Regions from separate parts of the Mus musculus genome. Here regions 1, 3 and 4 are each linked to region 2. Evidence: chromatin contacts called from public HiChIP or PLAC-seq and promoter capture Hi-C data. All regions are on one chromosome and are shown on one strand. The core of a region is the stretch at or near the end of the contact, and the rest is flanking DNA. Distances in the headings are between cores, read along the strand shown.

Region 1 (2,700 bases), core at 18-2,517, 870 kb after region 2:
AATTTGGGGGGAGGTGTATTCATGTCCGACCATTTCATAAAGTCAAGTGTATAACAGCAAAGGAATTCGGATGACCCAACTCTTTCCTGTTCGTTAGACATCAGCTTGCCCCTTGTTTTCAGTTCACCTGCATCTGGCAGTCTCTAGTTTTAAATGTCAGAAAAGGTTAAAAAGCCTTTGAAATTTGTAAGCGATTTCCTGGTCGTCTGAGGAGGGGAGCCACCCTCTTATGGCATAAATTGATTACCCCTCTCTACCTTTGAAATGGCTTTCAAAGGGAATATATCAAACTAAAAATAAAAGGACTGAAATAAATGCTCATGTGTGGGTCTGAGGATTTACTCCAGAATAAGTGGACCTAGAAGTTTTCCAATATTATATTTCTTTCCATTTTTTCCATGTGTTCTGACTCACACTTTCCCATATCATGAAGAAATAGGAGCAAATACTGTGCTGACGAACATAGCCACACTCTTTCTGTGGACCAACCTCTGAACCTTTGACTCATAAAGGATACAAAGCCCCAAGAAATGAGAGGGGTTAGTGGATGCTTTTTGGGTGTCTAATACATGTGGACGGGATGCCAGAGTGGCACGAGCTCTCCTGATTCAGTAGCCTTTCCTATGTAGTGTGTGACAGTCATCCTCACTGTATACAGAAAATTTGCCATTTGAGGATGCAGGAAGTATAAAGAAGAGAAACTGAAAACAGCTTTACAGTTTGAGTCATTAGTCTGATAGGATCATAACTAGAGTCTGAGAGATTGTTCACCTTACCAAAGGTAGACACTTAGTCTAGGTGCTCACAAAAGGCCAACACCCACATGGACTTTAGGCCAAACATCCACATGAATGTTCACTCTGCTGCTCTTTAACAACTTGATCATCTGTGGCTATCAACCCAAGGAGAGTTCTATTGATTTGCCAAAAGGTTCCATTGCTATATAGCCTCAGAGAACTCCTTTACTGGTTTCATAGATGCAGAACTCACCCTGCTGTCTCGAGGACTCCACCAAGGCATGGAAGTCTCAGTAAGGCACCATCATCAGAGACTTGAAGCACAGATATTTCCTCCCAGGATTCTGAGTTGAAAGTAGGGCCTCGCTTGCTTATGAAAGGTAAATTTTCATCATGTGTCTGTTCCACTTTCTCTACTTCTTCCATGGAGAGTATTTCTAAAATCATTCTTACAAGCACAGTTTTCTTTGTTCTGTGTCCCCTTTGTCTCCCTAAGGTTGCTGACTTTAAAGATCACAGCTACAAATAGCCTTTTGTTTCTCTTATCTGGCATTGCCCTGCCCCAAGAACACTGCAATGTTGAGAACACAATCTCATACATCGGGATACTAGAAACTAGATAAACTATCTCAGAGAAAAAAAATCAGTGACTAACTTCAAATTTTTATAGTGACAAATGTACAAGGAGAGAGGACAGAACTCTCCATACTCCTAGCATTGAGACAATGACTCAACAGCTATATAAAATTATCACAAGCTCCTGAGGGACAATTAGAAGATTAATCTGGGCAGGAATGTATGCTTTGCTTCTCTAACACGGCTCCTCGTGAAGATATGGCACAGCTATGTGTTTGGAAAACTAAGTAGAAGCAGAGTTGGGAGGGTCCAGGATTTCCCCTCGGTCCCCAGAGTACAGGACTGAAGAGGCTTACACTGAAGTAAGCTCAGAAGAGGTGCTATCAAGGACTTCTCAGCCCTTCACTGAGGGCTTGTGTGACTCAAGTCATGGCATTGTTTTGGGAGAAATAGGTTGTGTATACAGGCAGGCTGGGTGGCCAACAAGCACGAGGGATGTGGAGAAGGCCATATGATCTGGGACATTAAGGACTTTCCTGCTTTTCAAAGAAGCAAGTCCCAACCCCAAAACTACCAGTAACCTCTCAATTTGGCATGCAGAAAGAAAAGGCGCAAGTCAAGTAACCTCATCAAGGCACAAGGTGCCAGTTTCTACCTCATCTCTATGTCATAAACCTTGAGGTCTCCAGTCACTCAAGTTAGCCAGCCCAAGGCTTCCTCTATCTCTACTAGCTCCAGCACACCCCCTACAATACCTACCACACTTGCAAAATAGGTCTGCAGGCAGAATTAATCTTCATACAACATTCAAGTACCTTTAATCAGCCTGTCACCAGCTCAAGTCTCCAGCTTCTAGCATCTTTTCACTGTTCCCTTCTGGTATCTTCCCTTGCTGCAGGGCCAAGACATTTCTATTCTCATCCTTAATTGTAACTGAGAAGATAAACTGGGAGCCTTGAGACCTGATTTGGAGCTGTAGACTTGTCAGTCACTGGAAAATTCTGAGAATCCTCAATCTAAGTGAAGGGAGCGCACCCCCAACCCCCCCCCCAACACACACACACACACACTTTGTGTCTGTTACTTTAAATCCATCTATGATGCCAGGATGATTCTACCAGTGGTTTACAACTTGAATGCTTACATGCTGTAGAGCATAGCAGACAGCTTCATTTCTAAGTGTGAATTCTGAGTAGGTGAGATGTCTCAGCAGGTAGAAGCACTTGCTATGCAAACCTGACAGACAGCGTTCAGTTCCCTGAATCCACAGGAGAAAGCACCAGTTCCTCAGAGTTGTCTGCTTACCTGCAGATGTCACCTGCACATGTATGGTGCACATGTGCTTTCACTCATATGCACACACATCCATATATGGACAATAACAAAA
Region 2 (2,700 bases), core at 55-2,554:
ACACAATCTCAAATTATGGTAGACTCATAAATGCTAGCCCCAAATTACATGTTCCAAGAGGAAAACAAAACAAATAGAGGAAAAATTAAATAAATAATGTACAAAAATACTTAAGAATTAAGAGTTTCACAAACTTTCACATTACAAAGAGAATCAGTTCTTTTTTTAAAAAAAAAAAAAAGACAAATCTTTCCGAATATTTATTTATTTTCTATGTATAGATATTTTTCTTGTACACATATCTGTGGACCACGTGAGGTCACAAGGAGTCTCCTAAAAGTAGAGTTACACGCACTTTTGAGCCACCATGTGGGTGGAAAGCAGAGTCAATGAGCCCTCTTTCTAGCCCCAAGACAGACTTCTTTAAAATCAAACACTAACATCATTTCCCACTGGAAATCTTAAAGTTTAAGAAAATCTTAGGAGAGAGAAGTGTTTAAAAATTTCAGAGCCAGGCGTGGTGGCACACGCCTTTAATCCCAGCACTTGGGAGGCAGAGGCAGGCGGATTTCTGAGTTCGAGGCCAGCCTGGTCTACAGAGTGAGTTCCAGGACAGCCAGGGCTACACAGAGAAACCCTGTCTCCAAACCTCCCTCCCCTCCCCCCCAAAAAAAGAAAGAAAGAGAACCACCACTTTAGGGTCTTGGGTTCAAGTAGCCTCTATTCCTTACATTATCCCCAGAACTCTGATCAGCAACATTTCGTAACTCTTTTTTTTTTTTTTTTTAGATTTATTTATTTATTATATGTAAGTACACTGCAGCTGTCTTCAGACACTCCAGAAGAGGGCATCAGATCTCATTATGGATGGTTGTGAGCCACCATGTGGTTGCTGGGATTTGAACTCAGGACCTTCAGAAGAGCAGTCTGCGCTCTTAATCGCTGAGCCATCTCTCCAGCCCATTTCGTAACTCTTAATCGTGACGAATATGACTGTCTCCCAGCCGAACTGTAACTCGGCCTGGGAGCGGATCCTAGGCGTTTACTATGGCCAGCATCTAGCACCCGGCCTGGCGATTTTCCGAAGTATAATATAGTGGGAAGGCAATGCGCCTCAGTCACAAACGTCGCGCTTTAAACACTTAAAGGCAAGCCACCTAAAACCCGTCTCTTCGCGAGCAGAACGCAAGAAATCGCATCTGCTCTGCAGAACTTTGGTTATGTGTAAGCTAAGAAGGATGTGCTTCCAGCTCGTGAACCACTTCTGCGCATCTATGCATTTCTCAGTGGAGACAGCGAATAAACCGCCAGAACACCGAGTTCACTTCCGAGAGAGGAGGTCGCGTCACTTCCGCTCGCCGGTCTAAAACCGCGCATGCGCATTGCGTCCCTTCCTCTTCGGACTTGGGCTTGGGTTCCGGCGACATGGTGAGTGTCTTCGTAACCGCTTTGGAAGTCGCTATCCATCGTCATCTGCCTTAGTCTCCGGCGTCCCGCTCTCAGCCCACCTCGGGTAGTCTGTGCTGTCCCTGTCCTGTCTGCTGTCGGGCTTCTCCCGGCGTCTGGAGCCCCGTACGCGGCCGGAGGCGGCTCGGCGGGGCTTGGCCCAGCGCGGTAGTTAATGCACAATCTGGAGCCTTTTGGCGCTCTGTGGGCGCCTTCCTTGATGGTTGAGCTTGAGGGAAAACAGGATTCAGCCGAGTTTGTGCTCAGCGGCGCGTTGGCGTGCACCGACTGGCTCAATGTCTCTGCTCCGTTCCTTTCCTCTGTCAACAGGCTAAACGCACCAAGAAGGTCGGCATCGTCGGCAAGTACGGGACCCGCTATGGTGCCTCCCTCCGGAAAATGGTGAAGAAAATTGAAATCAGCCAGCACGCCAAGTACACTTGCTCCTTCTGTGGCAAGGCAAGTCGGCCTCGGGTTAGGGAGGAGGGTGCCATTGCTCCCGAGCTAAGGCGGTTTGGGCTCGCTTTTTGCGGAGCATTCGTTGTTTACTTGCAACTAGTGAGGAACTTAAGGGTGAATGGTTTGGAGAGGAAAAAGTCCGATCTTGGGAAATTGATAGCGATGTCAGCGCATCTGTACCAACCCCAAAGAGGTCTGTTTAGCCTGTAAATAATACTCTGCTTGGGTTACTAGAATTTAACTGCTAATGGATAAGCTGGCTTTTCCATAGTTTACTCTCTGGAAGTCTCAGGGATTTTTTTTTTATATATATTTCATAACAAGATCTTAACTACTTACAGACCAAGATGAAGAGACGAGCCGTCGGCATCTGGCACTGTGGTTCCTGCATGAAAACAGTGGCCGGTGGGGCCTGGACCTACAAGTGAGTGTTTTCTCCTGTGGTATAGGAAAGGCTATGGACTGCACAGCCCGTGTTCCAGGTCTGGTGCATATCGGATTTGTTTTAGTTTAAAGCAAATCATGAGTTTGGGTTTAAAAGTTAATAGTTTTTGGTCAGGGCTATACAGTGAAACCCTGTCTCAAAAACAAAGTTATGGTTATAGATAAAAGCTCAGAGCCGGGCGTGGTGGCGCACGCCTTTAATCCCAGCACTCGGGAGGTAGAGGTAGGCGGATTTCTGAGTTCGAGCCCAGCCTGGTCTACAAAGTGAGTTCCAGGACAGCCAGGGCTACACAGAGAAACCCTGTCTCGGGGGAAAAAAAAAAAAAGAAGAAGTTCAGACTTTGATTCTCATATTCCTTTTGAATTGTACAGTCACCATGCTCTTTGGAAAATTACAGTTGATCTAAGTCC
Region 3 (2,700 bases), core at 103-2,602, 880 kb after region 2:
TTTGAATTTAGTTTTTAACTACTTATGTCTGTAGATAGAAGTAAATCAATTTTTATACATTGAATTTTATATAGTAACTTCACCAAACACATTTATGGATTTGAGAAATTTTTGTATAGAGTGTCAGCATGTCTTCTCACCATCAGGTTTCAGCTGGCGACATCACCATGAAGATGTTTGGAATGTAATCTTAGGTTTCTTATGTTGCAAGTGACAAGAGAGACTCTAGTGAAGAACTTCCTTTCATTCCCAGGCGTCCTATTGCTACCCCCCAGACTAATTGTCATTGAGAGTAAGCTCTGTGGAAGCCACTGGCTAACTCTCATGTAGCAGAGGTCATTAGAAGGCATTAGGATAGCTCTGCATGTCACAGGAAAGGATATACTTTGAGACTTGAGAAAAAGACAAGACCCAGAAGGACAGTGGGAGACTCACCGATGGTCTGTAACAGGATGGCTTCTTTCCCTTGTGGAGCTTCCCTCAAGATCCAAATTCCTTTGAGAGAAAATCATTGTCTCTTAATTAGACCCAGCCTTTGGCAATGCTGCCAGTTAGCTGAGAGGCCCATTGAAACTATATACAATGCCATAGGACTGGTATCCCAAGGGAAACTCAAGATGCTGTTACAGAAGGGATAAGGGATGGTGGAGAGGCAGCATAAACAGATGGCCTCCATAGATGGGACATAACTAAATCTTTCTAACCTCAACCATCCAAGCAAGGTTGCTGTTTTGTTTATTTGTAATGGCAATGGAGATTTATGCAGTCTCAGACAGTTCTGTTTTCCCCATCTAACCTGCAGAAACGTTTGTGTTCATTGCTCACAATGTGACCCAAGTTATTTATTCAAACACAAAAGTACATTTTCTAGCTTGGCTTTCCTGAGGCTCCATACCTGTTCTCGCCCATTAATATGCATGAGAGTGACTGTTGGACTAGTTCTGATTAATAAGCAAATACATTTCTGTCTGGCACTCTGGCCTTTATGTTCTGTCTCTTTCTAGGGGTGGTGATGTGTTTACTTTACTATGGTTACTTTGCAATAAGAGACCTAGTATTTATCCTGATACACTCAGTAACTAAACTGCATTCTCTCTGCCTGTTGAACTGTCGACTCCGGCCTTGAGCACACATTGCATATAAAAGATGTTTGTGGGTTTCCTAGGTGTTTTTAATCCACAAGCAAAATGGATCTGGGTCATTTATCCCAGAAAATTTTCTTAAGGGGAGACTCTTTATGAAAATCAAGTGAGGGTGAAAGTCTCCATTCCCTGCCGCCGTCCGTTGCTCATCTTCTGTATTTACTGCCTCTCTGGTTTGCATTAGCGTGCTGACAAGCAGAGCTGTAGACATTTTCACCCACACTCCAACTGCTGCCCTGACTTCAGTTCCAAGTTATGAAACCCAATCTAAACCTTAGAGAGGCGGCTTCAAGCTGGAACTTTAAATCTCAGTTTATAGAGTCCCCCAGGATGATTCCAGGAACCGAGTTGGGAAGGTCCTGGGAATTAGAAACCAAACTACCACCCCCTTCTTCCCCAAGAAGGCTCTGAGGACATCAGAAATGAAACTCATAAAAGACCATTTTCATGATGCCCCAACTGAAAAGAATAGCAAGGGAACATATCTCCCATCTCCCGCCTGGAAACTGTTTATAACAAATCCCAGACTCAATGAGGTGCCTTATTCTTCAAGGTTACTTGGAGGGTATTTTGCAATTCTCCTTGGTCACCTGTTTCAAAATATAAGAGCCGAAAGCCAGGAAAATCTTCCTCATTTTCAAACACAAGTTCTTTCCTCAATCCAGAACATTTGGGTAATTAAAGTGTAACATTTCAGTCCTGGAAGAGGTTCTAAATACCATTTCGTCTGGAGGTCACCGCTAGTGACCCGGAGATTGAGACATATTTTACCAGGGCCATAGAAAGTTTAGTTCTCAGTGTTTTTTGTTTTGTTTTGTTTTTTTTTTATTAGTTGCTAATACCTAAATATCGAAACAGTTTCTTCTTTTAAAAATCGCATATGGCTGATATCTCTAGAGAACTTGCAAGACCTGGAACCAGAATGATCCTCCTTCTGGCAGCCATGAACAGACTTGAGGGCTCTTCAGATTGGAAGGAAAACAATTAACTCCCCATTTACCATGGAGCAGAGCAGGGCAGCTGATGCGATTGACCCTAAATGACTAGGTGCTCTTGGCAGGCATAGTTGAAATCCCTGGTTTTGAATCGGAAAGTGGCCTGAAATGACCAGCGCACCCTCAGCATGCCTCCTGACCTAGGAGGAACACTTCTTCAGTCCTCTCTGTGCTGACCGGGGGACGCTGGAGAAGAAAATAACACAAAGCAGGGAGGAGACGTCAGAAAAGCCAAAGCCTACGATTGATTGCCATGGTCTCACAGTTCCTGGTCGTCCCTGGGTCAGCTCAGCAGGATATTTATAGAACTGTCTGCTATGAGATGTGAAGGAAGATAATTGGGGAAGATAATTGACTGATCCAGGACCCAGGAAAGTTTCCAGGCCAAGGTTTTTAAGACCCAGAATCATTTTTTTTTTTTTTTTATGGCAAGAAGGGAACGCATGTGTGCCTGGATGCGTGTAGTTTGTTTCTGGACTGGTTTCAATGCTTTTCCTCTAGAACAAGGTGAATAAGGGTGGCATACCTGTTTATAGCTATGGAGGGAAGCCCAGAGAACATGA
Region 4 (2,700 bases), core at 195-2,694, 920 kb after region 2:
CAGACATCAGCATCTCAATCCATCCAGCCCACTTATTTACTGACCCACAATTTTATCACACCTGGTGGCTTTGAAATATGTCCAAAGTCTTTAACAACACACTATTGAGTTGGGGATGGAGAATGTCCCTTCCCTATAAGCATGAGCAGGTATGTAATTATTGGAAAAATGTGGCTAGATGACACCCAAAGCCAGGTTATAAAGAGTCATGCAGGCTCAAGTCATTCACTGTCTCCCTCCCTCTTGGAGAAGTGAATGTTCATGTCAGAGGTCCCACTGTGCTACAACTGTGATTCCAAAGACATCACAGATAGATGCTTCAAGTGATGCTACCCCAGCCAAGACATCAGACGGGTAGATGAAGAAGTCAGGTGAAAAGAATGGGTCTTTGAGCTCTGTGCCCAAGTTTGCATTATGTTCTGCTTGCCCGTGGTTCTCTGCCCTCCGATGAGATGCCTAACCTCTTCAACTTCCTCAAAATGGGATTCTTGTTGCGGCAATGGAACAGTGCTTGTGAAATCCTTAGCAGAGTTCCTGACTCAGGACCTCCTGTAGGGAGCACATCAAAATGAGGCAGCCATACATGTCATCCACTCGGCAGACCTTGGGACATTGCCATGGACACAGTGTGCTTATGAAAGTGGCTTTTGATGACAGAACTGCTGGCAGACTAGACTTCAGAGATAATAAATGGTTTGGATTTAGAGAGATGGCATGCCATGTCAACTCCACCTCTGCTTAAGATATTGCCACATGGTGTGTGAATCTGCCTGCATGGTAGAGGAGCTGAGACAGCCTGCCTCTTCAGATGATGGTGATGATGTTGTAGCAAGGAAAGGAAAAGGAAGTCAGTTCCACAATGCTCTTCATAATGTCTCAAAGGTCTGGAATCTCTGTGTTCTCTATCTGTTTCCTGCTCACCTTGTGTTCCAGAAACTATGAAATGACACTTGTCTTCCATCATTAGCCTTAGTATCTGTCCTACCTCCCAAGTAAAATTCTTGCCCACCTCACTATCCCTGTCTCCTTCCTTTGTCTTTCTCTCTGCCTTTATCTCCCCTATCCTCCTCCCCCACTCCTTCCCTGCCTCTCTTCTCTTCTTTCACTCTCCAACTCAAGACATTGTCTTGTATGAGGCATGATGAGATAAACCAGTAACTAAAGAGAGAGGGCAGGCAGTGGTGGAGGGGATGTATCTTCTAGAACCAATCACCATCAATCTAGTAAGACTACCAGAGAGCACTCAGGTCAATGCTGTCCTGAAGAACTCTTCTCTCTCCCCTGGAGACTGAAATCAGCAGGCTCCCCCAGTGAGAAAGAGCCAATGGCAAGAAGACAAGGACTTTTATCTCTGGAATTCTACTTTAGCAGTAGCCAAGAGACTAACAGGGCAGGGCAGGCCTTTCATCTTCCCCACATGGATCTCGGGTACCTGACACAGCCTGGCTCCTCCTCTGATCTTCCTGTCACCAGGAGCTTGGCTGTGGTAGAGATATGAGGAGGAGAGGAGTGTGCTCCAAGGCTGCAGTGAGGAGCTGAGCAACACCCAGAAGGAAGGATAGGAGAAAGAGGAGTAGGGATATGGCAGCAAGAATGGTGGGGGAGGGGGATAGAGGAGGTCCCGCCTACAATTTTGGGTTTTTTTCCCCCTCCGATTTGAAAATGACATGAGAGAAAGAAAGACGGGTGGCGTCTGCAGAAAGACATGACAGGCAGGACTAGTCTGGCTTCAGTCGTAGCCTTGAGCACAATCCTCCCTGAGTTTCCTACCTCAAAAAGGGCCTTACAGAGTGGACAGAGCCCTTTGGCACCTATGGCTTAAGTCTCATGATTTTGTTGAGCCTTACTTTCTTTATCTGTAAAGTATAGCCTCAAAGATCCAGAGTAAGGCTCAAGCTGAATGGGGCAGGGATGTGTCTTAGCAGAGGCTCCGAAGACTTCAGCGTTCTCCAAACACAAGTTCCACTTCCCTTCCTGTTTCTCCTCACCCACCTCCATGAAACAGAATGTCCTTTCAGCTTTAAAAAGAAAAAAAGTCAAGGGCAAAGCCATAGGCATGGGAGCAAGTTCCTGCAACACTAGCTCCATAATGCAATGCATGAAGTCAGCCTTAATAGCTGGCTTTGACTTTTCACCACTTGCTGAAATGCTCTCTGCCTTTAGGTAGATGGCATCAGACTTCTCCAGGACCAGCTAGGTGAGGTTAAGAACAAAAAAAAAAAAAAAAAAAAAAAAACAGCTGACACTGAAGAGCTGCACCTTAAGAAGGTGAATCGTTGGCTCATGGCCACATGTAAGGCTGGCTAGTCTCAAATTATTCCCCCTTCAACCATAGCCAGGATTCTCATGTGAGCCTCTATTCTCCAGCAAAGAACTGGGCTGTCTCTACTCTGTCATTCTGCACATGTGTGTCCAGGATTCCCCATATGTGCTGATAACATCCAGATCTCAGTGATCCATGCATCCAGTGAGTCACAGAGTCTTGGAGGAGGTGTGTCCCAAGGCAGAAGCTCTCCAGGGATACGGTTCACATCCACCCAAGAGCCACTTCCCTCCAGCCTGGATATTAGACAACAGCATGCTTATGGAATGCCCAAGTGCTTGTAAAAAAGATTATTACTAAGTAAGAGTGGATGATGATAATTAATTACCCCCCATTAAAGAGAAAGTCCCTGGAGCAGGAGCATCAAAGGCAAGATT

The links. Promoter capture Hi-C pulls out the DNA fragments that hold promoters and counts their contacts. HiChIP or PLAC-seq counts read pairs in DNA pulled down with a chosen protein or histone mark.
Region 1: an H3K27ac HiChIP or PLAC-seq map of extraembryonic endoderm stem cells shows a contact between it and region 2, with 4 times the contacts expected there. The contact joins the enhancer-like site here to the promoter of Rpl37a in region 2. A contact is called at or near these places in 1 of 39 promoter capture datasets (stem cell-derived epiblast-like cells), 3 of 115 datasets of contacts at active chromatin or transcription factors (astrocytes, extraembryonic endoderm stem cells and stem cell-derived neural progenitor cells) and 1 of 9 other capture datasets (adipose tissue).
Region 3: a contact with region 2 is called in a promoter capture Hi-C map of hippocampal neurons, with 7 times the contacts expected there. The contact joins the enhancer-like site here to the promoter of Rpl37a in region 2. A contact is called at or near these places in 4 of 39 promoter capture datasets (cranial neural crest, hippocampal neurons and liver), 3 of 484 Hi-C or Micro-C datasets (cardiomyocytes, cerebellar granule neurons and muscle stem cells) and 1 of 115 datasets of contacts at active chromatin or transcription factors (stem cell-derived neural progenitor cells).
Region 4: a contact with region 2 is called in an H3K27ac HiChIP or PLAC-seq map of extraembryonic endoderm stem cells, with 8 times the contacts expected there. The contact joins the enhancer-like site here to the promoter of Rpl37a in region 2. A contact is called at or near these places in 10 of 39 promoter capture datasets (the 3T3-L1 cell line, cranial neural crest, embryonic stem cells and 5 more), 17 of 484 Hi-C or Micro-C datasets (the G1E-ER4 cell line, the HL-1 cell line, the N1E-115 cell line and 12 more), 4 of 115 datasets of contacts at active chromatin or transcription factors (extraembryonic endoderm stem cells, neural tube, stem cell-derived neural progenitor cells and 1 more) and 2 of 9 other capture datasets (adipose tissue and embryonic stem cells).

What each region holds. Positions count from the first base shown.
Region 1 is chr1:73,576,439-73,579,138 of GRCm38.p6, forward strand. No RefSeq gene overlaps it. Among named protein-coding and RNA genes, the nearest start is that of C530043A13Rik, 48 kb to the left of the region's middle. Within about 2 kb of position 1,268, at least 1 of the 459 cell types and tissues checked has an H3K27ac peak or open chromatin away from gene starts, as enhancers often do. A contact at or near this core is called in extraembryonic endoderm stem cells, where this site is marked.
Region 2 is chr1:72,709,956-72,712,655 of GRCm38.p6, forward strand. Rpl37a (ribosomal protein L37a) reads left to right here and starts at 1,305. Exons shown (of 4, transcript NM_009084.4): 1 at 1,305-1,368; 2 at 1,717-1,845; 3 at 2,187-2,269. The coding sequence starts at 1,366.
Region 3 is chr1:73,592,824-73,595,523 of GRCm38.p6, forward strand. No RefSeq gene overlaps it. Among named protein-coding and RNA genes, the nearest start is that of C530043A13Rik, 64 kb to the left of the region's middle. Within about 2 kb of position 1,353, at least 9 of the 459 cell types and tissues checked have an H3K27ac peak or open chromatin away from gene starts, as enhancers often do. A contact at or near this core is called in hippocampal neurons, where this site is marked.
Region 4 is chr1:73,634,472-73,637,171 of GRCm38.p6, forward strand. The region is part of intron 7 of 6030407O03Rik (RIKEN cDNA 6030407O03 gene); the gene reads right to left. Among named protein-coding and RNA genes, the nearest start is that of C530043A13Rik, 110 kb to the left of the region's middle. Within about 2 kb of position 1,445, at least 9 of the 459 cell types and tissues checked have an H3K27ac peak or open chromatin away from gene starts, as enhancers often do. A contact at or near this core is called in extraembryonic endoderm stem cells, where this site is marked.